Linked DNA regions of Mus musculus: regions 1, 2 and 4 are each linked to region 3. A link is a contact called in public promoter capture Hi-C data. All regions are on one chromosome and are shown on one strand. The core of a region is the stretch at or near the end of the contact, and the rest is flanking DNA. Distances in the headings are between cores, read along the strand shown. Region 1 holds the start of Eif3i (eukaryotic translation initiation factor 3, subunit I). Region 2 has its middle 5.1 kb from the start of Fam229a. Region 3 overlaps Yars (tyrosyl-tRNA synthetase). Region 4 holds the start of Ccdc28b (coiled coil domain containing 28B).

Evidence for each region. Promoter capture Hi-C pulls out the DNA fragments that hold promoters and counts their contacts.
Region 1: a contact with region 3 is called in a promoter capture Hi-C map of maxillary cranial neural crest. The contact joins the promoter of Eif3i here to the enhancer-like site in region 3. A contact is called at or near these places in 7 of 39 promoter capture datasets (the C10 cell line, cranial neural crest, frontonasal cranial neural crest and 4 more), 2 of 484 Hi-C or Micro-C datasets (embryonic stem cells and myocytes), 1 of 115 datasets of contacts at active chromatin or transcription factors (pancreatic cancer cells) and 2 of 9 other capture datasets (adipose tissue and liver).
Region 2: a promoter capture Hi-C map of the C10 cell line shows a contact between it and region 3. The contact joins two enhancer-like sites. A contact is called at or near these places in 5 of 39 promoter capture datasets (the C10 cell line, cranial neural crest, fetal liver and 2 more), 2 of 115 datasets of contacts at active chromatin or transcription factors (embryonic stem cells and pancreatic cancer cells) and 2 of 9 other capture datasets (adipose tissue and liver).
Region 4: a contact with region 3 is called in a promoter capture Hi-C map of cranial neural crest. The contact joins the promoter of Ccdc28b here to the enhancer-like site in region 3. A contact is called at or near these places in 6 of 39 promoter capture datasets (cranial neural crest, embryonic stem cells, frontonasal cranial neural crest and 3 more), 1 of 484 Hi-C or Micro-C datasets (cortical neurons), 2 of 115 datasets of contacts at active chromatin or transcription factors (bone marrow-derived macrophages and pancreatic cancer cells) and 1 of 9 other capture datasets (adipose tissue).

The regions. Positions count from the first base shown.
Region 1 is chr4:129,596,505-129,602,802 of GRCm38.p6, forward strand. Eif3i (eukaryotic translation initiation factor 3, subunit I) reads right to left here and starts at 4,144. Exons shown (of 11, transcript NM_018799.2): 1 at 4,090-4,144; 2 at 3,905-3,997; 3 at 2,451-2,538; 4 at 370-435. The coding sequence starts at 4,092. Tmem234 (transmembrane protein 234) reads left to right here and starts at 4,176. Exons shown (of 5, transcript NM_029748.3): 1 at 4,176-4,227; 2 at 4,479-4,630; 3 at 5,691-5,757. The coding sequence starts at 4,212.
Region 2 is chr4:129,493,012-129,499,528 of GRCm38.p6, forward strand. No RefSeq gene overlaps it. Among named protein-coding and RNA genes, the nearest start is that of Fam229a, 5.1 kb to the left of the region's middle. Within about 2 kb of position 3,805, at least 158 of the 459 cell types and tissues checked have an H3K27ac peak or open chromatin away from gene starts, as enhancers often do.
Region 3 is chr4:129,214,032-129,221,158 of GRCm38.p6, forward strand. Yars (tyrosyl-tRNA synthetase) reads left to right here. Exons shown (of 13, transcript NM_134151.5): 9 at 1-53; 10 at 627-724; 11 at 1,195-1,388; 12 at 2,647-2,788; 13 at 4,400-5,209. The coding sequence ends at 4,510. It overlaps C77080 (expressed sequence C77080), which reads right to left. Exons shown (of 7, transcript NM_001033189.3): 7 at 5,547-7,127. Among named protein-coding and RNA genes, the nearest start is that of Gm12976, 22 kb to the right of the region's middle. Within about 2 kb of position 5,475, at least 22 of the 459 cell types and tissues checked have an H3K27ac peak or open chromatin away from gene starts, as enhancers often do.
Region 4 is chr4:129,621,385-129,627,764 of GRCm38.p6, forward strand. It overlaps Ccdc28b (coiled coil domain containing 28B), which reads right to left and starts at 2,524. Exons shown (of 6, transcript NM_025455.2): 1 at 2,430-2,524; 2 at 1,216-1,403. The coding sequence starts at 1,379. Gm34305 (a long non-coding RNA gene) reads left to right here and starts at 1,402. Exons shown (of 4, transcript XR_376684.4): 1 at 1,402-1,818; 2 at 2,250-2,369; 3 at 2,505-4,697. Txlna (taxilin alpha) reads right to left here. Exons shown (of 11, transcript NM_001199695.1): 11 at 4,693-6,380.

The DNA.
Region 1 (6,298 bases), core at 2,894-5,393, 380 kb after region 3:
TTCCTGCCTTGGCCTCTCTAGTGCTGGGATGAGGTGTGTGCCGTTACCCAGCTTGTCCTAGCTCCTGGACACTACTTGCTTTCATCCCTGCTCTTTGTTGCCCAGGTAAGCTCCAGCTCAAGGGACATTCACCTTGAGAAAGGCAACTCATCTCCACTCCAGGACGTCCACTGCCCCTTCTGGCCTTCCTTGAACATGGCTTTTTATCTTTTTACCATGGCCTCTTTCCCCCAGTTAAGTTCCTTGCTGTTCTGTTTGTTGATTCTTACTCTCTAGACTGGAGACCATCTGTGAACTTATCTCTAGTTCTCTAGAATACATTTGCCTAGACAGGGACTTTTGCTAAGAAAGTGAGTGGCCCAGGCTTACCTGTTTCACAGTCCCAGAGACGACAGCTGTTGTCAGCTGAGCCAGTAAGGACATGCTTGGTGTCCCCTGGGGAAGGTGTTAAGAAACATGACTAGGGCTGGAGAGACGCTCAGTGGTTAGAGCACTGGCTGCTCTTCTAGGGGACTTGGGTTAGAATCCCAGCCCCTACATGGTGGTTCCCAACTCCAGTTCCAGGGGGATCCAATGGCCACTTGTGGCTTCCAAAGGCACTAGGCACACCTACACATACCAGGCAAATCACTCCTAGACACAGAATGACTAGGGCTGGGGAGACAGTCCAATGGGTAAAATGGTCTGTGTGCAAATCTGAGGACCTCAGTCCAGATCGCCGACACCCACATAGAGACTCTGGTGTGGCTGTAATTCCAGTGTTGAGAGATGAAGACAGGAAATTCAGTGACTGGCTGGCCAAGTCTAGCCAATCAGGGAGCTACAGACTCAGTGAAAAGTTGTTTTGTTTTTGTCTCAAAGAACAAGTTGTAGGGGGCTGGAGAGATGGCTCAGGGGTTAAGAGCAAGGACTGTTCTTCCAAAGGTCCTGAGTTCAAATCCCAGCAACCACATGGTGGCTCACAACCATCCGAAATGAGATCAGATGCCCTCTTCTGGGGTGTCTGAAGACAGCAACAGTGTACTTACAGATAATAAATAAAAATAAAAAACAAAAAAACAACAACAAGTTAGAACCAGGCGGTGTTGATGTATGTCTTTGATCCTACGCTTGGGAAGCAGAGACAGGTGGATCTCTTTTTTTTTTTTTTTTTTTTTGGTGTGTGTGGGGGGGTGGGTGTTGGTTTTTCAAGACAGGGTTTCTCTGTATAGCCCTGGCTGTTCTGGAACTTACTTTGTAGACCAGGCTGGCCTCGAACTCAGAAATCTGCCTGCCTCTGCCTCCCGAGTGCTGGGATCAAAGGCATGCGTCACCACGCCCAGCCAGGTGGATCTCTTAAGGCCTACCTGGTCTGCAGAGAGTTCCAAGACAGCCAACGCTACCATAGTGAGACAATGTCTTGAAAACCAAAAAACAGGGGCTGGAGAGATGGCTCAGTAGTTAAGAGCACTGACTGTTCTTCCAGAGGTCCTGAGTTCAAATCCTAGCAACCACATGGTGGCTCACAACCATCTGTAATGGGATCTGATGTCCTCTTCTGGTGTGTCTGAAGATAGTTACTGTGTACTCACACATATAAAATAAATAAACCTTAAAAAAATTTAAAAAGAAAAAAAAAGAAAACCAAAAACCAAACCAAAAACCCCTAAACAAACAAACAAACAAACAAACAAAGCTGGAGAGATGGCTCAGTCGTTAGAGCAATGGCTGCTCTTCCAGAAGACCCAGTTAGGTTCCTAGCACCCACATAGTAGCTCGCAACCATTTATAACTCCTGTCCTAAGGGATCTGCGGCCTTCTGTCATTTAAAGGAAAATGGCTAGCAAAGTACACACAAGGTACACAGACACATATGCAGCAAAACACCCATACAAATAAAACCAATCTTTAAGCTGGGCAGTAGTGGCGCATGCCTCTAATCCCAGCACTCAGGAGGCAGAGACCAGCCTGGTCTACAGAGTGACAGTCCAGGACAGCCAGGGCTATAAAGAGAAACCCTGTCTTGAAAAACAAACAAAAAAAAAAAAAAAAAAAAAACCCAAAAACCAAAAAACACCAAAACCAAAACCCCTAATCTTTAGGGAAAAGAAAAATGATAAAAAAGATTAAAAAAAAAAAAAAAGGTTGAAGAACAACTTAAGACCTGATGCCTCCATTTGTCCCTACTCCTGTGCACACAGATTCACCACGCACATATATACAAATAAGAATACATAGTCCACCTAGTCCATATCTTCTTGGAAGCCATCAGAGCATCTCCCAGGTCAGTCCCAAAGAGACTTTCTCACTTTTACCTCAGAGTGCCCTGACCTCTGAATTCCCAAACTTGAACCTGTCCTAGTTTCCCACAGGATGAAGTAGCTGGGAGTAGGGAGTGTTATTCTCTAGACCGCCACAACATGCCAAAGCCAGTATCTCCAAGGCTGGCTAACCCATGGCCAAAAGGATACAGTCAGCATCCACGCACCACACAGCTCCAGTGTGGCCCATGTAGGTGCCTAGCCTCTCCCCATTGACAGAGTACCACACGTTGACGATCTGGAAAGAGTAAAATGATAGGATGGTCACATCCCAAAATAATCAATAGCTTAGCTTGCACTACAAACCCTCTGCAGGCTCTAGCCAAGCCAGGTTTGCCTTCTGCTCATTTACCAGTGAAGAGCTGATAGGACCGCCCAGCTCCTGGGTTCTCCTCCTTTCCTAACATAAGCTGTAGAAGAGCCAGGCCTCCAATAGCATCCTCATGTGCTTTTGTCTGGAGTCAGAAGAGGTAAAGGCCAACCTGAGTTGCAGTGTGAAAAAAAACCTTTCGGGTCCTGTTCAATTGACTCCGGATGACAGTAAGGATGTATGGGCTCCACTGCTTTGTCACTAGCTCACTGTGTGATCTTAAATACAGAGCTCCCTTCCTTTAAATGGCTAGGAGAGCTGAAGAGAAGGCTCAGAGCTTAAAGAGCACTGGCTGCTCCTCCAGATGACTTGGGTTTGATTCCCAACACCCACATGATGGCTTACAACAATCTGTATCTGCAGTTCCAGGAGATTTGATATCCTCTTCTGGCCTTCACAGGCACCAGGCACTCACATGCTATGTAGACATACAATGCAGCAAAGCACCCATACACATAAAATAAACAAAATCATTACACACACATACATTAAAAAAAAAAAATGACTGGGAGGGGCTGTGTGTGGTAGCACACACTTGTATTCCCAAGACCAGGAGGCTGAGGCAGGAGGATGGAGAGGTGTGCTGGCCACCATGGACAGATACCCCACTCTTGTCAACAGCTTTCTTCAAAGGGCAGCTGTGAAGCTCCAATGAAACCATGTCTATGAAACTTAAAATAAGTGACTTACATGCATCGGGTACAGTGCAAAACGATTTACAGAAATGACCTCACTCTGCTGAGGGAGCTAATTAAAGTCTCCATGTTTTATTAAAAGGGAAAACTGTGGTTTATAGAAAAGGTAAATGTCATGTTCAAAGTCACACTGCTTAGTAGGAGCAGGAGTTAGGGCTCAGATCTCAAGCTCCGACTTAACTCTCCACTGTTAACTATCAGTTTATTGCCTCCAATGCAAATGCCTCAAAAGACAATCCCCAAAGGAAACAAAGTGGGATTGAACAGACCACTTGATTCTGTCCTGTCCTGTCCCTGGGCTCCCTTCCAGTCTCCTGATTCTCTTCTCCCTGGCTAGGTACCCTTCCCTTCCAGATTTCCCTGGCGGAATGCTGTCGCCAACCTACCGCGGTATGGGGTTGGTTTTCCCTACTTATCAGAAAAATTTCCCTCCCGCAGGCAGTAAACCTTGTCCACCCGCAGTCCGGGCGGCGCGAACTCGCCCCCTCCGGGCCCCCCGCCCCGGACCCCCGGCCGCCCGCCCTCACGCAGTCGCTCACAGGGTCTTTGGCCACGGTGAAGAGAAGGTCTCCTTCGCGGTTATACTTGATCTGCGTGATGGACCGCTCATGGCCCTGCAGCAGGATGGGTTTCTGTGGGGACAGAACCGGGGTGTCAGTGCCGGGAACCCCGTCCCATGCCTACTGAGGCCCCCCGACGGCAGCACGCCGCGCCTGGAACTCACCATCCTGGCGGTGACGCGAGGAGAGAGGCAATGTGAGTGGGACCGGAAAAAGACTAGGGACGACTTCCGGATGCGGGGGCTCCGCCCTCTCGCTCCCGGAAGTAGAAGGGCCTGGCGTTTTCATGGCGGCGTCCTGGGGTGGGTAGCCGGGCCCCCCACCTCCGCGGGCTCCGACTCTGGCTCGGGAGCTCTGTTCTCAGTCTCCTGGCATCCCCGAGCCTCAGGAATGCTGAGCCACGCACCCTGGTCTCACTTCGGCCGCCCTCTGGGCGGGTCCTCCCGACCGATCACAGCCCGGCGGGAAGAGGGAGGGAGGGAGATGGAGCCGGGCAGCAGGGTGCAGGAGGCCGGAGGAGGACCCGGGTGACTTTCTGACCCTTTGCTTTCAGGGCAGGTGCTTGCTCTGGTGCTGGTGGCCGCACTGTGGGGTGGCACGCAGCCGCTGCTGAAGCGAGCCTCCTCCGGCCTGGAGCAAGTGCGTGAGCGGACGTGGGCCTGGCAGCTGTTGCAGGAGATAAAGGCTCTCTTCGGGAATACTGAGGTGCGTCTAGCTCTCACGGACGAGCCCCTGAAAATTTCACCATAGGTCGGCCGTATTCCCAGCCCATCTCTTACTCACTAGAAGTTCCTGGAAGAGTCATTTATCCTCTGTGAGTCTGTTTCGTCAAAAAAATGGAAAATTTAATGATAACCCTTGTATAGGGCTGATATAAGAACTCAAGTAAGACACATAAAACACTTAGCATTGGGCCTAGTACAGGGTACATGTTCAATCAATGACTATTTTTGCTTATTGTTTGTTTTTGGAGACAGGGTTTCTCTGTGTATCCCTGGCTACCCTGAACTCACTAGCCTCGAATTCAGAGATCAGCCTGCATCTGACTCCTGAGTGCTGGGATTAAAGGCGCCACCACTGCCAGGCTCCAGGACTACTCTTAAGGTCATCATCACCAAGTTGAGCTTTCTTTCGGCTCAACTTGCCCTGGGGTAGAACATAAGGAAAGCTATCGAGAACTGCCCATGGCTGCCTATGTAAGCTAGCTAGATATGCCCTACTCTGAGGGTTAGGGGGAAGGAGAGAGGTACTATATTTATAGTACTGTGTGAATTCTGTACAGAGAGATGAAGCTGGAGGACATGGAGTGGGCTACTTAGAAGGGGTAACACTGTCACTCAAGGCCTTATACCAGCAGGGACGATGGGAACTGGCCATGACGAGGGAGAGGGCATTTAAGGCAATAGAGTACATTGAATGCGTTTCTCTGTTTGCTCTAAGGGGTCTTCAAACACATGAGCGGTCCCTGAGCATTTGTAACCATGCCAACCCCCGTGGGAAGGTGCAAGCCAGAACAGGGACTCTCGAACTGGGTAACAACTGGCAAGGGGTCTGACACCAGATATCCTGCATATCAGATACTTACGTGACAGTCCATAACTGTAGTAAAATTACAGTTGTGAAGTGGCAATGAAAATAATTTTATGGTTGGGGGGTCCCCACAACATGAGGAACTGGATTAAAGGGTCGCAGCATTAGGAAGGTTGAGAACTGGGAAAGCCGTTGCACACGCAGGCAGCCCCTGACAGGTCTCTCCTCTTTCTAGTACCTGATGCCCTTTCTCCTCAATCAGAGTGGATCCCTTCTCTACTACTTGACTTTGGCATCAACAGGTGGGTCTCTGGCTCGGGTCTTCTCTGGGGTGGACGCCATATTTTACGAAGGGAACCTGAAAGACCTTGCACCTGTCAATGAGGCAGAGCACCGGTTTCTGGTCCTTCTGTGGGTCACAGGGCCAGTGAGGCGAGTCAGTGTGCAGCGGCGGCGGCAGCAGGAGGCTCATTGTGGTCTCCTAAGTGGTGATGTCCTTTATCATCTGGGAGGAGGGGGTTTTCCTGATACGTTTGCTGTGTGTTTGATGGTTGTTTTCATTTTCTATTAGAATTTATTTTGTGTGTGCACATGTGTCACAGTGTGTGTTTGGTCAGAGGACAGGTTTTAGGAGTAGGTTCTCCTTGTGTCTTGTAGATTCTAGTAAGGAGCTGGGACCATCAGTCCTGATGGCGAATGCCTCTCCCCACTGAGCGGCTGGGCTGGCCGGACTGCCTTGTTTGTTGTTTTTGGGAGAGTCTCACTATCTAACTGGGACTGGCTTCCAAGTTCTCAGCCTCATGCCCAAGTGCTAGGGCTGTAGGTGTTCCCCAAGCAGCCATG
Region 2 (6,517 bases), core at 2,555-5,054, 280 kb after region 3:
TGTACCCCTAAGTTTCTTAATTGCATATTTCATAAGTGAGGAATTAAAGGACATGCCCGAGGTCCCCCTTGATAACAGGTAATGCTGGGACATAAAACTGCTCCACTTTCTTAAACTAAATGCCTTGAGGGGCCCTCTCAAGCAGAAGCCTTGACAGGAGGGACCCCAAGAAGGGAGCCTACTTAGAACACATTCCAATTTTGCTATTGTTATTCTATAGTTATAAGGATGGCAGTTATCTGCAAGAGAATCTTTTGTAGCACAGGCTGGCCTCTAACTTTGATCTCCGTGACTCAGCCTCCCAAGAAAACCACTGGTGTGTGCCTTAGAGTATGCTGTGGTCTCTAAAATTATTATTATTCTGTTTAACTATGAAGCTATGTAACCCAAAGGTCTAGTTCAATCTCCTTTGAGATCTAAAATAAACACTAAAACACTGACCTCGCCACTGAGCCATATGAAGTGGCATTCAAGCCCCTTTTTAGGATACTTCAGAACCCATGGTGATCTGAAAAAGGCAATTTTTGGTTGATTGGTTAGCTGGTTTATTTTTTTTTAATTAAACAAACAAAACCATACAGGATCTCATATAGCCCAATCTGACTTCAAACTCACTAGGTAGCTAAGACTGAGTGAGCATAGGCTGTGATGCCTTGCCTGGTTTTATCCAGTGCTGGAGATCCAGCCCATGAATTTGTACCTGCTAAGTAAATTGCCTACCAACCTGAGCCTTTTAAAAGTGTTTTTTAAAAGACTGATTTAGGGCTGGAGAGATGGCTCAGCAGTTAAGAGCACTGACTGCTCTTCCAAAGATCCTGAGTTCAAATCCCAGCAACCACATGGTGGCTCACAACCATCTGTAATGAGATCTGATGCCCACTTCTGGAGTGTCTGAAGACAGCTTACATATAGTAAATAAATAAGTCCTTAAAAAAATAAGTAATAAATAAATAAATAAATAAATAAGACTAGTTTATAGGCTAGAGAGATGGTTTGGTGGTTAAGAGCACTGACTGCTATTCCAGAAGTCCTAAATTCAATTCCCAGTGACCACATGGTGGCTCACAACCATTGGTAATGGGATCTGATGCCCTATTCTGGTATATCTGAAAACAGCTAAAGTGTACTCGTATAAATAAAATATCTTTAAAAAAGATAAGACTGGTTTATTTTTATTTTATATCTATTGATGTGGTGGTTTGGATATGTTTGTCCCAGGGAGTGGTGCTCTTAGGAGGTATGACCTTGTTGGAGCATGTGTGACCTTTCTCAGAGGAAGTGTGTCACTGTGGGGGTGGTATTTGAGACCTTCATCCCAGCTATTTGAAAACAGTCTTCTCCTGTCTGCCTTTGGATCAAGATGTAGAACTTTTGGCTACTCCAGCCCCACATCTGCCTGGATGCTGCCAGGCTCCCACCACGATGATAATGGACTGAACCTGTAAGCCAGCCCCCATTAAATGTCGTCCTTTAGAGGAGTTGCCTTGGTCATGGTGTCTGCTCACAGCAATGGAAACCCAACTAAAACCTGTTTTTGTTTTTTTGTTTTTGTTTTTGTTTTTTGTTGTTGGTGGTTTTATTGAGACAGGGTTTCTCTGTGTAGCCCTGGCTGTCCTGGAACTCACTCTGTAGACCAGGCTGGCCTCGAACTCAGAAATCCACCTGCCTCTGCCTCCCGAGTGCTGGGATTAAAGGTTGTGCACCACCATGCCCGGCTGTTAACTGTTTTGAGCTCCTTCTTTGGTGAATAGGCATCTCCCAACTCTCCTCCACCCTTGACTTGGTAGTATCCCACCACACCCAGCTAAAACCTGTTTTGGCAGCATGCGTGTCTGCTCACTGTCCTCATGCACTGTCCACCGAGGACAGAAGAGGGCGTTAGACATTACAGTCAGTTGTGCGCCACTGTGTGGCTTCTGAGGATCAAGTACAGGACCTCCGGAAGAGCAGCCAGTACCCATAACTGCTGAGCCATCTTTCCAACCCCCCCCCCCCCACACACACACACCCTTTTTAAAAGCAGGTTTTCTATGCTGTACAGTCTAGCCTGGCACTCAACATCCTCCTAGCACCTTCTCAGGTCTGGGACTGCAGGGCACCACCACACCCAGCTGAAGCACCTTCTTTGGTTTCCACCCGAAAAGCGATCCCTCCCGGCTGGTCCTTAAATGCTGGGCTCTATGGACTCATCCAGCCCTGAAATCCTAAATTTGTTCCATTTTCTCTCTTTTCTCTTATCTCTGGTACTTCCTTCCCTGCCCCACCCTCTCCTCAGCCTTCCTTTTCTTTAAAAAGACCATAAAAAAATACAACAACAAAAAAATCCTATAAAACATTTCCTGCCACCTCCTGTGCACTTGGTTTTCGTGACTTCAGGCACTGATCTTGCCAGGCAGGCCATGGAGCTGGGCTAGCTCACTAGCTCTAGAATGTCAGGGAGCCAGGGAAAGGGGCATTCCAGGTAGGGCATTGTAGGCAAAGGCTTTAAGGCAGGAAGGTGAAAGCCAAGATCAGGAATTAAGTTTTTAGCACTCAAGTTTGAAGCGAGCCCATGTTGAGCATGCACATCTGATGCAGAACAGGTTAGCAGAAGAAAAGGTACAGTAAAGAAGTCTGGAGGCCCGAGCTCAGGAGTTGGAACTTTGTTATGCAGACAGCAGACTAAGCCAGGCTCCATTCTCCTGTTTCTATTTCCCATTCGGTTCTGGTCCTTCCTCCTCCCACGGAGGAAAGCCTCTGGCTTCAATCCAATCCTGAGTTCAAGTCCCGTCCCTGCCATTTTCTGACGGTAGGGGCCTCTCTGAGCTCCCATGCCTGTATCTGGGGTTTACGTCACCTTCTGCAAGGCTTTGGTAAGGTTGTGTCTGTGTAGTACCAGGACGTGAAGCTGAAAACTGCTGCTACTCTGACCTTTGACTTCAAGGGGCAGCAGAGAGCCAGGCAACCAAGGACACTGTCACCACACTGCAGAGGGATGGATCTGAAACTAGGAAATTAAGGAAGAGACAACTCCTACAAGAATACATAACTGGTGAGATATTGCTGCATCCCTCATTTTCAAGGGTAGAACTGGCCAGAGACTCTAGTACTGGACTTCTTGGTCTCAACCCTTATTCTCTGGGCCTGAGCAATGCGAAGGGACCCAGAAAAAGATGTTTGAATCGCTGCCTTCTCTCTCTCAGATGCCTTATTAGCTGGCCCCTCCCGAAGGGACCCCCTTTTAGAAGGAGGGGGCGAATCGAAGTACAGATGGACCCCCAGGTTTCCATGGAGATGGCAGGGAAAGGGTTGCTTTATCACCATGGTAACAATTGACGTCAGCACTATTTCCCATCTCTCGATATGAGAAGGGGGGCAGCCACCCCAACCACGAGCAAATCCCCCACAAAGCCTTCTCTCTTTGCTGAGCCAATCAACTGAAGGTGGACAGGCTTAATATAGCATAGGAGGTAAGACGCACAGGCTCTGATGTCCGTCAAACCTCAGTTCAAATCCTCACTCTGCCTCCTCCTAGCTGTGCAACTCTGAGCAGACTCTTTAACCCCTTCAAGCTTCACCGTACAAGCAGGATAGCCTCCCTCCAAGAGCTGCAGGAGATGCAGGTCACACACTGGAACTAGACAGTGGGAAGTGCACAGTGACAGCTTCTCCTCCCCGGATCTGTCAGGGAGGACCTGCAGACATGGATTCTATTAACCCTAGAGGGGGCCCCAGGATGATCATGGACCAGACCCCAGGATGCAGGCTTGTGACGCAGTCAGAGGCAGTGGAATTTCCAGGCTCTGCGGAAACCACAGATGTCACTTTCCCTAAAGCCCATCACATCCGGGCTTTGACCCAGCTTCCTCTTTCTCCTCCTCCCCTCTGCCCTGTACTAAGCCTTGTCAGCAGCCTTCAACTTCCTGCGCCTCTGTCTACTCCTGTAGGAAAAAAGATGAATGGGAGACCACAGGAAGACAGGGGCCAACCCTGCAGCAGTAGCAGACTGGATAGCGTGGGGAAATGGTGTTCCCATGCCCACTGCCCTTTCCCAACCACCACTGAGGACAACCTCAGAGTTATTCCATTCTGGCTCATTTCCTCAACCTCCAGGCTAACATGTCCTGTCCGTATTCCCTGGCACCATTCTGAAGGAGACCCCAGCAGCCATCCAAACTCCTCAGGCAGCCCTCGAAGCACTGCCAGCTTCCTTCCTGCTTGGTTTTTCCAGTCTCCAGCCCCAGAGGAATCACTTCTCCTTAAATCTCTTCAGTGGTTTAAGCACATCAGATACCAGGCAGTTCCTCACAAAGCAATCTTCCTTTTGTTGTTGTTGTTGTTTCGAGGCAGGGTTTCTCTGTGTAGCCCTGGCTGTCCTGGAACTCACTCTGTAGACCAGGCTGGCCTTGAACTCAGAAATCTGCCTGCCTCTGCCTCCCAAGTGCTGGGATTAAAGGCGTGTGAGGCTGTGCCCAGCCTGCTTTGTGCTACTTTTTCGGTTTAGCTCCCTACCTTTAACACAAGTTCCTTAGGGGTGGAATGGCTTCTCTCGGATTCCCACTTACTCCTCAGGTCTCCGCCAGTCTTTCCCTCTCAGGAAAGGCTACCCTGACCACCACCTCTTTCTTGCTCTGTTTAGCCCATGTCTGTGTACTCACTGAGGTATGGGGCTCTGCTATGTTCACCCTAACATTGCTGGGGCCTGGAGCTGGAGGGTGCCTAAGTCTGTGGACTAGACTAGCTAATGACTAGCAAGCAAGGCCCTGTTAGACTGGCAGAGGGACTAACACAACTAAATGGCCTGACTAGGGGTCAGAAATTACTTACACAGGAAAGCACGTCGTGGAGGTGGGAAACGACCAGGCACTAGAATTGTGTGTGAATTTAGTGCTGAAGAGACTGTAGGAGAGGAGAGGGGTGGGGGACAGTAACTGGGTAGAGGGGTAGAAAAGACACACTGGGTGCACACGTGCTTTGGAAGAACAATCCTGGCTGCCCTACTGGGACAGTCATGTAGGAGGATGAAGGATGTCGGCAGAGATAGGAGACTGTTGGGGGCCCCTCCCATCAGGTAACAGACCCTTGGGCCAAGTGGAAGCTTGCACAAGAGAAAGCTAGAGATGCCAGTCTTTCTAGTTGCTTGACGATGAAAATGTAGAGCCAAGCCATGGGGTGGTGGCATATCCTAGTAGCCCAGGAGGCACAGGCAGACAGACGGCTGAGTTCAAGGCCAGACTGATCTACAGAGCAAGTTCCAGAACAGCCAGGGTTATATAGGGAAACCCTATCCGGGAAAAACAAAAACCAACCAAGCAAACAGAAAATAGTCATGTGTATATACTTTTAACCCTCAGATTCTGTCGATAGATAGATAGATAGATAGATAGATAGATAGATAGATAGATAGATAGATAGATAGATGGATGGATGGATGGATGGATGGATGGATGGATGGATGGATATCAGTCACCTGTACTTTATACAGTTCATTTAAGATGCTGGGCTGGGGAGGTGGCTCAGCAGTTCAGAGCACTAAATGCTCTTCCAGAGGACCCACATTTAATCTCCAGGACCCACTCAGCAGTCGAAGTTTACAGGGCACCCAATATCCTCTTCTGGTCTCCATGGGCACCAGGCAAACAGTGGAGCACAGATATACATGCAGGTAAAACACTATATACATTTGATATAAATGAATAATAATAGCAATAATAAAAAGACCCAAGTTTAGACTTCTGGTTCAAGCAAGTATTTCTAAGGGAGGCCATAACTGGGAGATCATAACTGGTGCGATGCCGGAGTGTGACTGTTGTGGTCACACCACCCTGGAAGCCTCCGGGAGTCAGGTAGGGGGGTGGGCAGAGACCAGCTCTCTGACACACACTGAAGGCATGGGAACCCAGGCTTGCCCAGGAATGTTACTAAGACAAAAGCTAGTAAGATAGCAAGAAAAGGAGCCCAGAGTGTCCCCCAAAACAAGGGGAGGGCCCCAAAGTATCTCAAGTGGGAGGGAGGTTCTCACTGTGTGAGTGTCCAGTCAGCCACCGCTGTGGGGTCAAGTCAGATAAAGACTCCAGGCATCCCTCGGATTTAGCAACAAGGAGGTCAGCGATGGCCTTCAGGAGCAGTTCCCAGGGAATGGTCTGGGAGGAAACCAGATTGCAGCAGGGGCTGAGGGGAAGTGCAACAGCCAAGAATGTTGACCTGACTGGGAGCTAGAGAAAGGAGGGGCCAAGGAAGGTTTTCTGTTCCCTCAGAGAGAAGCAGGACCAGAGCCTGTTTGCTGATGGGAAGGAGCCATCTTGGAGAGGCTCAACCAAGGAACAAAGAAGGAACTGGGAGAGGGAGGCAGTCCAAGGAGAGAAAAGCGATCCCTAAATCTGGCTATGCAATTGGGGTGAGGGGAGGGCAAGTCGGGACCTGTGCTGGACTCTGGGGGCTCAGAGGAGCTGCCCACTCTCCTCTGAAGCCTGCGTGAGTCACAAGGGGTTAAATAGTCCATATTGGCGGTGTGCAGAAGGGAGCTAGGCCCGGACAG
Region 3 (7,127 bases), core at 4,225-6,724:
TCCAGCCCTGAAGAAGCTGGCCAGTGCTGCCTACCCAGATCCTTCAAAGCAGAGTAAGTCCAGCTTGGAAAGCCTGAGGCTGGCTTTGCCTGACACTGAGCTGGTTGCCTGCTCTTACTCCAGCACTGCTAAGAGGCTAGTGTGGGAGGGACCACGCTTAGAAGCCTGCCTCGGGTTCAGTGAACTTGTCTACAGTTGGTATTCACAATGGCCGTCTGTTCACGGCAAAGCTCACCTTCACAGGCTCCGGGCTCCTTTCTCCGCTTCTGTCTCATGAGTTAGCCATACAGTTACCCGTGACACTTAGGTACTGCCATAGATACTTCATGTGACCTTTCCAGAATAGACTCCGCAAATTCTGCCTGGATTTTATAAGTAGAAATACCCCGAGGTGGCCAGACCACTACAGGTCCTGCCCTCTGGCCTAATGATGGAGAAAAGATGGGGGGGGGGGGGGAGGGATGAAGTCCCTTCTGCAGGGTTGCTGAGCCCGTGTTAAAGTATGACTCAGTGGATAGGATCTGGACTCTTCAGTATCCTCATCTGGTGCTGTCAGTATTGGCCTGCCATTGGGATGGGGGAAGTCTTGGGAGAGTCTGACTCCATGGAGTTCTTCTCATTCCCAGAGCCTCCTGCCAAAGGCCCTGCCAAGAACTCAGAACCAGAGGAAGTCATCCCATCCCGGCTGGATATCCGTGTGGGCAAAATCCTCAGCGTGGAGAAGGTAGTCACTCCTCACCACATCCCAGAGAGGCAGAGAAGGGTTAGGTTTGTATGTTTCCATCTGTAGGAAACCTAGCTGGAGATGGGAAGTAGTGTCCCTGGGGTCTAATTGCAGGTGGCCTCTGAACCTAGTACACAGCCAGGAACAGAGGGAACTTGGCCATCATGATGCCCAGCTAGGATGGACCAGCTTGCCTGGACCAGCTTTAGGTCTTACCTTAGGTTGGCCTCTTACAGTGGGGTTGTGGATCTGTGGGGAGGAGGGGGCTTCCCTTTTGCAGACAGGTCATGTCTCCCAGTCATTCACCAGCATTTAATCCACTCCACTGTGGGCATCCCCCGTTTATCTATTTGTACATTGGGGGTTGGGAGGACTATTCTGGGGATCTAACTCAGTGGTCAGGCTTGGTAGCAAGCACCTGTACCCACGGAGCCCTCTCTGGCCCTCTGACAAGAATCTCTTGCTGGCAGCACCCAGATGCAGATAGCCTTTATGTGGAGAAGATTGATGTGGGGGAAGCTGAACCCAGGACTGTGGTGAGCGGCCTCGTACAGTTTGTGCCCAAAGAAGAACTGCAGGACAGGCTGGTGGTGGTGCTGTGCAATCTGAAACCCCAGAAGATGAGAGGCGTGGACTCGCAGGGCATGCTACTGTGTGCTTCTGTGTGAGTGAGGATTTGGTGGGCCAGGCCCAGGGGAGGGCGAGAGACCGAGGATTGGTCTGTAGGATGTCTTCCTGTATGCCGCGTGCAAGCCCTGAGAAAACAGCTCCCTTCCTGATGATGCTAAAAGATGAGGCATAAAGGGGCTGCTATACAAGTTCTGTGAGTAAGACATCTGTGTCCAGATAGACTGTTAAAGTAAAATTACATGGGTAGTCAGGTGAGGGGGCACATGCCTTTAGTCCCAGCACTTGGGAGGCACAGGCAGAGGCAGGTCTGGTCTACATAGTGAGTTCCAGAGTTACATAGGAAGAAAAAAAAAAAAAAAGAAGCCGGGCGGTGGTGGGCACACCTTTAGTCCCAGCACTTGGGAGGCAGAGGCAGGTGGATTTCTGAGTTTGAGGCCAGCCTGGTCTACAGTGAGTTCCAGGACAGCCAGGGCTACACAGAGAAACCCTGTCTCGGGGGGAAAAAAAAGAAGAAAAGAAAAGAAAATTGCCAGGCGGTGGTGGCGCACACCTGTAATCCTAGCAGAGGAAGCAGAGGCAGGATGAGTTTGAGTCTCATAGGGTCTGGTCTATAGGGCAAGTTCCAGGAGAGCCAGGGCAACAAAGAAATCCTGTCTTGGGGAAAAGGGGGAAGAATTGATTACATAATTAAGAGTAAAATAAAAATTAGTGGATGCTGGGCTGGGCAGCACCCACCTTAATCATAACACGTGGGAGACAAAGGGAGAGGGGCATCTCTTTAATAAGCCTGGTTTGCATCTCAAGGTCCAGGCCAGGCTGAGCTACACAGTGAGAGCCTGTATCACCAGATACAAGGATGAAGCTCAGTTGGTGGGGCTCAGGCTTAGTTGGCATGGAGCAGGGTGGATCTCCAGCACCTCATAAATGTGAGCATGGTGATCCACACCACAGTCTAGCACTGGGGAAGAAGTAGCCTGAGAATCAGTTCAGCTACATAGTAAGTTCAAGTATAGCCTGGGCTACATGAGACTCTCCAAACACACAAACGTAACTGAAGATGTCTCACTACTAGGAAGAGGTGGAGCCAGGATGCAGGCATGTTGTAACTGTGCACAGAGTCCTTGCAGGAGAAGGAAAGTCCTGGTTACATGCTCAGGGATGTGGAAAGGTGATGGGGACCTTCTGGGCTACAGCGCTGAGCGCGTCCTAAATCCCTTTAGGTTCCAGCTCACTTTAGCATCCACAGCTGTTGGGAGGGGAATCCGTAACCTTGCCTTTTCTTGTCTCTCCAGAGAAGGGGTGAGCCGCCAGGTTGAACCTCTGGACCCTCCTGCTGGCTCTGCTCCTGGTGAACGAGTGTTCGTACAGGGCTATGAGAAGGGCCAGCCAGATGAGGAGCTCAAGCCCAAGAAGAAAGTCTTTGAGAAGCTGCAGGTAAAACGCTAGTGCCCTCTTGTTGGAAAAATCCTCCTCTTCTTCCTCCTTCTTCCTTTTCCTCTGCTTCTTCATCCCCACCCCACCCCCCGCCAGGCAACCTCCTCTCAAACCTCCGGTGCCACCTTACTCGCTCCACTGCCCAGTCACTGGCTCTAGTCTTACTGACAGTTACAATGGGGAGAAGGGTCACGTGGCTCACCTGAGTGCGTGTTTGCATCTTCTTCTCAAGGGTGACCCACACCTTGAGAAACCAATGTTAGCTATAGGACACATGCAGCATCAGTCCAACCCACTGCAGTCCTCCTCTGCCCAGGCTGCCCCAGGGTGTTGTCCTCCTCTACACAGCCTGCCCCAGTGTGCTGTCCTCCTCTGCCCAGCCTGCCCCAGTGTGCTGTCCCTCCTTGCCCAGGCTGCCCCGGGCAGTGTGCTGTTACTGAAACCAGCAGCTGCGTCTTTCCCTCTCTCCTGCATCTGCCCTCATTCAGATCTGAGTGTGAGGAGCTTAGTCTCAGGACCCCACTCATGCTGAGTACTGACATGGAGCACTGAGGTGAGGGAGGGACTTGAGACACTTTCTTGTCCATTTGATCCAGTGTGAGAGAGCAGCAGACGGGATGTTATCCACATCTTACCTGGCAAGATGCCTGCTAAGACACTCAGGGTCACCAGAAATCATGGAGCCAAGGGCAAGTGTGGCAAAGGGCTCAGGTTTGACCCTCCATCCCACAGCACATGAATGAAGAAAAGGAAGCAGACCCTCTTACCTACCTTAACTTAGAGCACGCACCAGTGCACACAAAGGTGGTCCTGGAGTCGCCTACTCATGTGTCAGGCCCTGCCCTACATGCCTAGATTGCATCCATATAGCACATTTGCTCTCTCCATGGAACAGACACCATAGAAACTGTCTTAAATACAGGGCCAAAAATGAGACTATCCATAGTCCTGCTGGGTGTGTTGGTGCCTACATTGTAATTCCAGTACTTAGAGACAGACTGACTTATATAAGGAGGTCTAGTCCAGCCTGGGCTACACAATGGCCTGTCTCAAAGCTGCTAGACAAATCCGCAAGTGTTTCCTTCTGGTCTTTTGCTGGATCAAGGGGCATTCATGTTCATCTGCTTCTTATGCTTGAAGCCATCTCCTCACATTAAACAGCGGCAGGGATCATGCTCATGGTGCGATGTATTCACCGTTAGCCTGCTGCAGGCAGCCTGGGGGACGCTCAGCAGCAGGACCCTCAGCATAGGTATGAAGCAAGGCTGTAGGTTTGATCTGTAGCATTTCAGTGCACACCCTGGTACTGCGCTGGGTATCAGTGATCCAGAGGTCTTTGTCCTCCTTACTCATGGATATAAATGTGCTTATCAGAAGGTAAGAACACAGAAGCCTTTGGGAACTGTGCTGAGAAGCCGGGCCCAGCTGTGATGGTGCACACCTTTAACCCAGCATGGGCGGGCAGAGCTCTGAGTTTCGAGACCAGTGTGGTCTACATAGCGAGTTCCAGGACAAATGGAAAAGTTGGGCCAGCTTATTCTAATAATGTAAGAATGTTGTATCCCGCCATCATGCCTTTATTTTAATTATTTTTTTGTCTGTCTTATTCAGGCCGACTTTAAAATTTCTGAGGAGTGCATCGCACAGTGGAAGCAAACCAACTTCATGACCAAGCTGGGATTCGTCTCCTGTAAATCACTAAAAGGGGGTAACATCAGCTAGCCAGCTCTGTGCCCTCCCACCATCCCGTCTGCCGGCTCGACTTGTTGCATCTCTCACCCGCTCCCACCAGGTCTGAACTGCTGACAAGGTGCAGGACTTGGAAAGGGACAGCTCACCTTCCTACTGTGTGGGATCACCCAGCCTGGCTGAAAGGAAACGGAGTGCCTGGGCTAAGGAGATGCTGCCCAGCGGCAGACTGGCCCTACCTTCTTCCCTTGGCAGCTGACTTGAGAAATCTGGTTTCAATAGAACCCACAGAAAAAGTTTATTCCATGGTCCCTGTAATTGGAAAAACACTGGTTCCCAAGTTTCCATGGGGTTTTCCCTGCAGCTGTACTAGCTGAGATCGAGTGCCTGGTCTGAGCTAATTACAGCTTCTCCCCGTCAGGAAATTGTGGGATTTGAAAAGAAGGGAAAGAGAGCCTAGAGGTCTCCCAAGCTCTCCAGGGCTGGCAGCATTCTCCAGGCTTCCAAACCTGAGGCTTGGCACCAGAGGCAGGACTTGCCCTGGCTCTCTTGGGGTTCCCTTGATCTGGCTAGATTGGACACTCCCTAAACAAGCCAGCTGTGTTAGCAGCAGGATGGAGATGGACTGAAACTGTGGAGCTTTCTTCAGAATGTGAGATACTCCATAAAGCATCTCAAGCAAATCCCTAACCGCCACTGTCAAGTTCAAATAAAGTGTCTGAAAAGGCTTTCTGCACGGAGTCTCGTGAGCTGCATCATCTCAGGAGACAGTGTGAGTGCAGGGCAGCTGCTACGCTTACCTAACCTGGGATCACTGACTTTAGCCACACATTGGGATGAGACAGGCAGGGACAAGTAACGGACATCCCGAGTGTCCCCTTGGCTTGTGTCAGTAGGCAGGACACCATCTCACGTGGGCCAGAGCACTGGCCTGCCTACCACAGCCAGGTCCTTCTGTGGTTCATTAGCATTAGGTTCACGCTAGCATGAGGTGTGCATTCCTCAAACCTTGTTACCACGTATTACCAGTATCACCTGCTGCCGATGTCTGGAAAACAGCAGTCACAGCCAAGTTTCAATCATTTAATTAATACCTTTTAATGAAACACAGCTTTGTCATGTGTCTCACTCAAGCTTCAGAGGAGGAGGCATAGGGAAAGGATTGTTTATAGAGACATATCAAAGACTCAAAGTAAGGAAATATAGATATATATTTCTCTCTTCTAATATTTTTATGCAAATTAAAAATCAGAGGCTTTTGGTCTCTCCATTTGCACAAGGTCAAGCTCATTTACCCCAGAGGACAGAGATGTCTCTTGTAGACTCTCCTTCCTTCTTTGTACTGTGGCCCACCCGGTGGGGAAACACAGAGAAGAACCCAAGCCAGGGCAAGAGCTCCAGCGACCCTGGCGACCCTGCATCCTGCATCGTGGGGCAGAACAGTGCTTACTTTGATTGTCCTCCCTCCCAGCAGCAGCTCCCCATCACACACGGACCAGGGAAAGACAGAGAACACAAGCAGCCCGAACAGGAGGGCTTAGGGGGCCTGGACTCCACCCCATCTCCCCAGCTCTTGACAGCAAGGTCAGTAATGGGGTAGCGTGCTGCTCCCGTCTTGGTAGTGGAGAAGCTACTGGCAGGCTCTCTTGCCAGGCTGGAGCCCCCGTTGAAAAGACTCAAAGGGTGGCCCTGAAGGAGGCACAGCCATGGAGCCTACAGGAACTCCGGCTCACCTCGAGGTGGTACAAGTCATGAGATTCTAGGAAGAGAAAGCAGAGGCTGCTCTCTGGGGATAGCCACCGGCCTGCTGGAAAGATCACAGCTTATCCCCTCTTCTAGAGAAGAGCCTGGGGTAGTAACATAAGCCTTTGGCTCCCCATCCTGGCCACAAACCCTCAGCTCCCTCCACCTGGCAGAAAGGCAGCTGCAGAAAGGACATGCACCGGAGAGTGGAGACAGGTCAGAGAAAGATTCTGAGGAATAGGCCTGGGCCCACTGCCCAGGAAGTCCCTGCCAGACCCTCCCCACACCTTGGCAGGATTTCCTGCCAAGCCGAAATGGACACATCCCATGAGCTCCTGGCTCTGAGGCTGTGCCCATCCACCCAAGCACAATCAAGTGTCACAGGACAGGTACCCAACATGCCAACATCCCAGATGGCTCCCTAGTCTGGTTTTTGGTTTCTTAGTGTAGTGCCCACAGGCCTCCTCTGGCTTCTCTCTCCTCACCATGAGTCCCCTAGAAGGAGCACCTGACAGAACTGGAAGGCAGGAGAGTGGTTGGTGGTGAGTTGAGGCACAGGAAGGCTAGCCTCGACTGCACCTTTTGTGCTTTGGAATTCCACAGCCCCACTCCTGCCAGCAGCCTGGGGAGCCTGTGGGCATGAGAGACTTGCCCATCTCCGAGAACTAAGGAAAGGAGTGGACTGGACTGGCAGAGTGGACAGACTGGTCCCAGCTGGGGGCTGGCTACCAAGCACTGGCGCTACCACCGTGTAAACAGGCTCTTGGAATGTGGGTTCGTGAGCCCTGGAGGATGGACATGCAGCCACTTTGCAAAGTGCTTTGATTCTAGATTGCAATAAACATGATTCCAGACATGAAACAAAATAAACGCGTATTCTGCTCCCCTCCCACCGCTGTGGCCTTGG
Region 4 (6,380 bases), core at 1,274-3,773, 400 kb after region 3:
CCATGAAGCCTCTGTGACTCTGGATAGGTCACTTGTCCTTGGCCTTGAGGGAGTTTCTTCTTTTACTGCCAACGAAGCACCTCCCACGAAAAACCACCCTGCTCTTGTTCCGTTCCAGAAACTGTTTTGAATTTTCCATCTCCTTGAAGGCGTGGCTCTGGCTCCAGCAGGCCAACATCCTTCTCCCCAGAGTGGCCCTGAACACAGCAGCCAGTTGGGCTTTCCTTCCTCTCCGACTGCATTTCCTACCATTCTCAAAGAGCCAGCCCTGAGCTCCGGATAAAATCTACTATGGCCATGCCAGTACATGCTGGCCAGGCAGATGGTATGGAGCCCCACAGAGGACACTGGTTTTATTTAGAACAATGGGGAAAAGAACACATTGTATTTATGGGAACAAACCTGGACCTAGGGTAGGATCCAAATTATCTTTTGTTTTGTTATTTTTGAGACAAGGTCTAACTATTCAGCCTTGACTTGGCGGGAACTCACTGTGTAGTCCAAGCTGTTCTCAGAGAGATGCACCAGCCTCTGCCACCCAATGCTAGGATTAAAGGCATGTGCCACCGCACCTGGCCACCAAAATTCTTAACATTGGTTTTGTTTTGTTTTTGTTGAGGTAGGGTCTCTTCTAACCCAGGCTAACTTCAAACTCTCTATGTAGCCAATGATCTGTGAACTCCTGATCCTGCACCTCTGCCACCCAAGGGCTGGGATGATGGCCCTGCACTACCACTTGCAGCCAGACTTCCATTATTTAAAAAGAACTGAGCAGAGAACTTAAATGGGCGAGGGAGAAAGCACAGTGGGAGAGCACTTGCCCAGTATCAGTATCTTGAGGTCAATCTCCCAGCGTGGTGACCAAAATACAATGAATTTAAAAGGAAGGAATCGTCCTCCCTGGTGTTTATCCCTACACTCCTGGGGCCCTTCCATCAGTGTCTTGGTTCTCATGGCATTCTCAGTCTTGATTATCACCTCCCCTCATCAGTGTCTAGCAGCTTCCTCTCACAGTCACACTCACTCACTCCCTCCTCAGAGCTAGAGCCAGTGGTCTCTATGTACCTGAGGACACGTCGGGTCTACATCCCCAGTGAATGGGTAAGGCATTGGCTGCTGTTCAGCAGCGATGTCGATGTCTGCAGGTCCTCCTTACACAGTGCTCGGCTCACACCTGGGAGTCTCCAGTCTGGCCAAGAGCCCCTCCCTACTCACCTCTTGAACTTGGCTCGCTGCTTGGGTGATGGCAAATGAGGGAGTCCCAGAGCCAAGGAGCCACTGTGGCTGGTGGGCACAGGGACTCTGCGCAGTGTGCCTGGGGCCTGTGCTGGTTGGGTCAGGCAGGGCTTAGGACTCCGTTTCTTCTTTTTGTCTTCCATTGGGTGGTGTGTTGGACCTCAGGTCTGGGAAGGAAGGGGGCAAAATCATCCCTTCACTCAGCACCCTCTTTCGTCTGAGAGGAAGGGTCTTCAGATGTATCTTTGTCCATCAGTCAGGAGCTCTGTCCTCTTGTCTGTACAGGGTCATATGCCAGCCTGCTGCTGGACTGTAGCTATGCATCTGAAGGACCTCCCAAGGCCAGCAAAGCCCTTTTCTTCCTGACAGCCCCATCTGCCTGCTGGAGAGGGCTGGCCCAGACCAGGGTCATCTTGCTGTTTTCCTGTCACTACAGCCCAGAGCCTGGGGCTGTAGAGGAAGATGCTCAGGAGACAGGGTGGATGTGACTAGGGGAGCAAGCTGAGGATCAGGAGGCCATTTGCTAGGCAACGGTCTGTATATGGCAGCGGATACTGACTAACTGCATGAGGTGCAACCAAGGTAAGGCAGGGACACCTGGAAATACCCTGGTGTCAATCATATGGACCAGGAATAGCCGGCTCATCACTGGCCTCTCTTCCACTTCACTTCAACTACACATGCCAGGGCTGCCCAGAAGTTCCCAGGACAGCTTCTAGTCTCTTCTTTTTCTAGTTAGAAAGTCTTTAGGGGCTAGACCTCCAACAATGTAACTCTGACTTGATTAGCTTAGCTTGACTCCCCTACAGCCCCATCACCTAGGTATCTGGTCTGCTGAGGTCCTCTCCAGGGGAGGTCTCAGCTCCCTCACTTTACTTCCGAGAGGGCGATGGTCAAATCGGAACATTAAGCGTTTAAGCTGGCATGGAACAGCTGGGTGGCATCAGTGGGGCTCGGGGGTGGGGTGGGGGGTGGTGGTGGTGGGAGACAGAACTCTTTTTCTCTCCATGTAGCAGCAGTGTGACCCAGTAAGAGACCTGATGGAAGCGGCAGCCAGAGCGACTGTGATCCGCCTGAGATGTGCCTAAGGAAAGATTCAGTTCTCAATTCGGGCTTCAAAAAACAAGCATCAGGTGCGGCACCCCGCCCCCATCCTCCTCACTCCCTTCTCGCCCCCTTGGGGTTCTACTGACCTGGAAGTTTGGGGTCTGGAGTGTGAAACAGTGCTTCTTTGCAATCTCCCTTCACCCTGCTTTCTCTCTCCTCAGGGGAACTGGAGCTGGAGGGAGCTAAGCTGGCTGGAGATGATTTGCATTTAAAGAGAAAGTAGCCCTCTTTGGATTCCCTGGGAGCGGAGCCGGAGGAGAGTACTTCCGTCGATTTAACAGTTCCCCTTCCCTACCTCCCACAAGAACTAAAGGAGCACTGTTAGTTACGGGATATGGATTTAAAATCATTTCCTTTTCTTGTCACGTTTGGAGGGGATCCCTTACAAAATGGTGGTGGCTTTGTTTGCAGCAGGGGTGGTAGGGAAATGATGGGGCTAAATGAATGTGTGGGCAGAGGCAATATATAAGTATACGGGAAAATGAGGGGCGGACACCAGAAGGAACAAAGACAATCAGTACCCAGCACCCTGTTAAGCCTTTTATGTACATTCAATCCTGAGACATAACTGTTATCCCGATTTTACGGAAAATAATCAATTGTCACTCATTCCTGGGCACGGTCGCTGTCCTGTGACATCCAGATACTCCTAGCCTGTAAGCGCTGAAGAACTGACAGGGCCTCTCCCCACCTCCGAACCAGAGCAAATAGGATCCCAAGCAGGCTGGCAGGAGGTGGGGCGTGAGAGCTCCGGAAGGAGGCTGGCCCAGAACTGTTGGCGGTTGTGCTGCTGGAGGAGGGAGGTCCCACCAATGAGGCTATTTGAAGATCTGGCAGAGGAGTCTGGTTCAGATCTCCAGAACAGCATCCGATGCCACAGGAGAGGGTGTCAGGCTGCCCAGCAGGCTCAAATTAAAGCGACCTAGGCAACAAAGCATCCATCTTCCCTTTTCCTTTAGCAACAACAGTAGGTTTCCCTGGCTGTGGGCACCCAGAGGTGTTGCTTCTGGGATCTTTTCCAGGTGCTGTTAACATGCAAACTGCTCTAGGAAGCAACTCTAATCCAAGACTTCTAAACAACCAAGAACCGGAGGGAGGGGAGCACGCTGGAAGGTCCCTTTCCTCTCAGAATTGCTGCTGGAGCAGGGTGCCAGCTTCGTTCATCAAAGTGACAGTGGGCCCAGGAGCACCCGGGGTTGCCACCTTCAGCTGCTTCCCTGAGGAGCCAGAAGCTTTTGCGGAGCCACTTGCGCTTGCAAGCTCCTGATGCGGAGGCAGGAAAGGAATCCTCTCCACCCCTACTGGAGGACTTTTAGAATCAATTTGTCTACCGCTTCTGGCTAGAAGGAATCAAGGGACAGCCCCTATAAAGCTGAGCAGTTCCATCTTTTCTGCCCAACCAACCCAGAGACCTGGTGCTGGCTGAGGCCACCTACAGTGTCCCTTAGAGGAAACCAGCTGAATTAGGGAACTACTAAGGCCGCGCGCATGCGCATTTCCCCAGGAGGGCGAGAGCACAGACCCAGTAGCTTCCTACCCCTTACTCAGCTGTGTGAACACCTTCCTTCAATAGGTCCTCAAGGCCCTCTGGGTCTGCTCTGAACTCCTAAGGAACACCTAAACACAAACCTCATCTCTCCCCTCACCCTCCTGGGCACCTGTCTCACTAGTCTGCTTCTGCCTTTGGGTTAAAGGCATGTTCTCCCACACTAGGTTCAACTGAGTATTGGATGAGGTCATGACTTGTCTGTCCTTCTCAGGACTTCTGCTTTAAAGCTTTGTTTCCTCTCAGTAGCTACGTTTTTTTTTAAAAATTACATGTATTATATGAGCACCAGTGCATGAGTGGCGGTGGGTGTCAAGCTGTATATATGGAGAACAAAAGGCAACTTGAAGGAGCAGATCCTCTCTAGCATCTGGGGAGCCACCCCTCCTCCTCACGCCCTTTTTGAGACAGGGTCTCACTACAGCAAACTGGAACACTACATGTGCATCAGGCTGACCTCAGAGTGCTGGGAACAAGGGCACCCCACCTGGAGAGCCTCAGCCCCGCCCCTTGAGATAGGGTTTCTGCTCATATAAGCCTAGCTGATATTGCCCAAGGCAGCCTTGAACTCATAGCAACCATGCCTCAGCCTTTCCATGCTGGGATTGCAGCTGTACACACCTTATTGAAATGTCTAACATTTTTTACTTATGTCCTTTGATTTTTTTTTTTTCTATGCCAAGAGCAAACACAGCTAAAGAATCTGTCATGGTCCTCAACTTGTGGCCAGGAGGATGTGGGACGATGACCGGCCACTGCCACTCTGCAGATCCAGAAAGATCCAATAATTCGATTGGCTGAGATACAGGTAAGGCAACAGGACTATTTAATGTAAAATTCATCAATAGCAAGTCCCTGGCTGCTGCCAATTCCAACGCAAACTGGGAACGGGAAAGGGTACAAAAAAAAAAGCTGTCAGCACAACTTCAAACAAGTATGGGTGGCAAAGGAAAGCAGTCATGGGGACAGAGGCAGCCCTCCTACCCGAGGCTGGTCAAGGGCAGTCAGATGCCTGGTGGTCCACACATGCTACTAAGGTGGAGGGGGGCTGGAGCAGTTCTCTGCAGGCTGCAGCCCCTCTGTGGACACCTGGGCAGTTCCACTGGCCTCTGGGTTAGCGCTCTGGAGGACTAACATGATGGGGACTAGGAAGCGTTAAATAACCATCTTTACAGAAACATTCTTACAGAAAGTGCCTAAGCTCCGACCATGGTCCAAAAAAGCCTCATGGAAAACAACGACAAAAAGTGGGGCTGACATGGCATACACGAAGTTCTCCCCTGGACAAGGACCTAAATATTGTTTGTATAGCCAAGGGCCCTGGACTCCAAGCCATACCCACTGTGGTCCTCTAGAGAAAAAGCTAACAATCTAAGAAACCAACATAGCTCTTGGTCCTAAAATGAGGTCATGTGCAGGGGACTTGCCCAAGTGAGGAAGGCGCTGGCCCTCTCACAGACAGGCAGCCTCCCTGAAGCTGGCCCAGTCTCCTGGGCTGACTTTGGAAAGCAGAGCAGCTGTAGTGACTGTAGATATGGTCAGAGGGGAGAAGGTAGAAGGGAGAGATTACTATCTGCATTGCCCTGGGTGCCTACAAGTGGATGGAGGGAAAGCCAAGGTTCTCTGGCCTGCCACACTGAGACCCAGCAGCTGTCACCCTGCACAAGCTTTAAGAGGTAGCTGAAGTGAGGCAAGCCAATGTAGTGGACCACACAAGGTCCTTCTGTCTTCAAGGAGGCAGGAAGATGCCTCACCCTTACATCTCTGTGGCCTAAGGAGCCCCATGGGTTAACAGGTCAGATCTCAGCCTGGAGTGTGGGCTGAGGCCTCACTGGAACCGGAAGAATACTATGATTTCCAAGATATAAGACCTTGGGAGAAATTCCACAGGACAACAGATTCCAGCTGGAGATGGCAAAGCCTCAACACACAGCTGCTGGGCACCCTGAGTGAATAAATATACCAGGGTAGCAAGTATTTGAAATGGTAGAGCCTGTGACATGGGAAAGGGGTCATTAATTTGTAATTTCTGGATTTAAACACATGATCATCAGCACGAGATGTTTTCTTCCAGCTGTTTACTTTTTGGTTTCCTGACAAGGGGTCCTGCTTCCTAGCTCTGCTGAGCTCTGGGATTACAGGAATATATCACACACCCAGCTCAATGTTTAATTTGAGTGTGTGGGGGCTTAGAGGCTAGTTATGAAAGATAAACTTGCAATAGTTGAAATACAAGAAGCAAAATTCCATCCAGTCTCAGTGTATGGAAGAGAAGCCTCAGCTTCCCAGACGGTCACTCCAGAAAAGCTGTTGTGGAAACTGACTCAACACCTTGGCAGGTGTGCAGTCACGAGAGCTTCAGCAGAGCCCCGAGACCACAGTAACACTGAGGAGGGTGGGGAGGGACGGTGAAGACAACTCCTCACAGCTATTTTGGTTCCTGGGATGTCTGTTCTTGACCTACCAGCCAGCTTAGGCAGGAAGAAGTGAA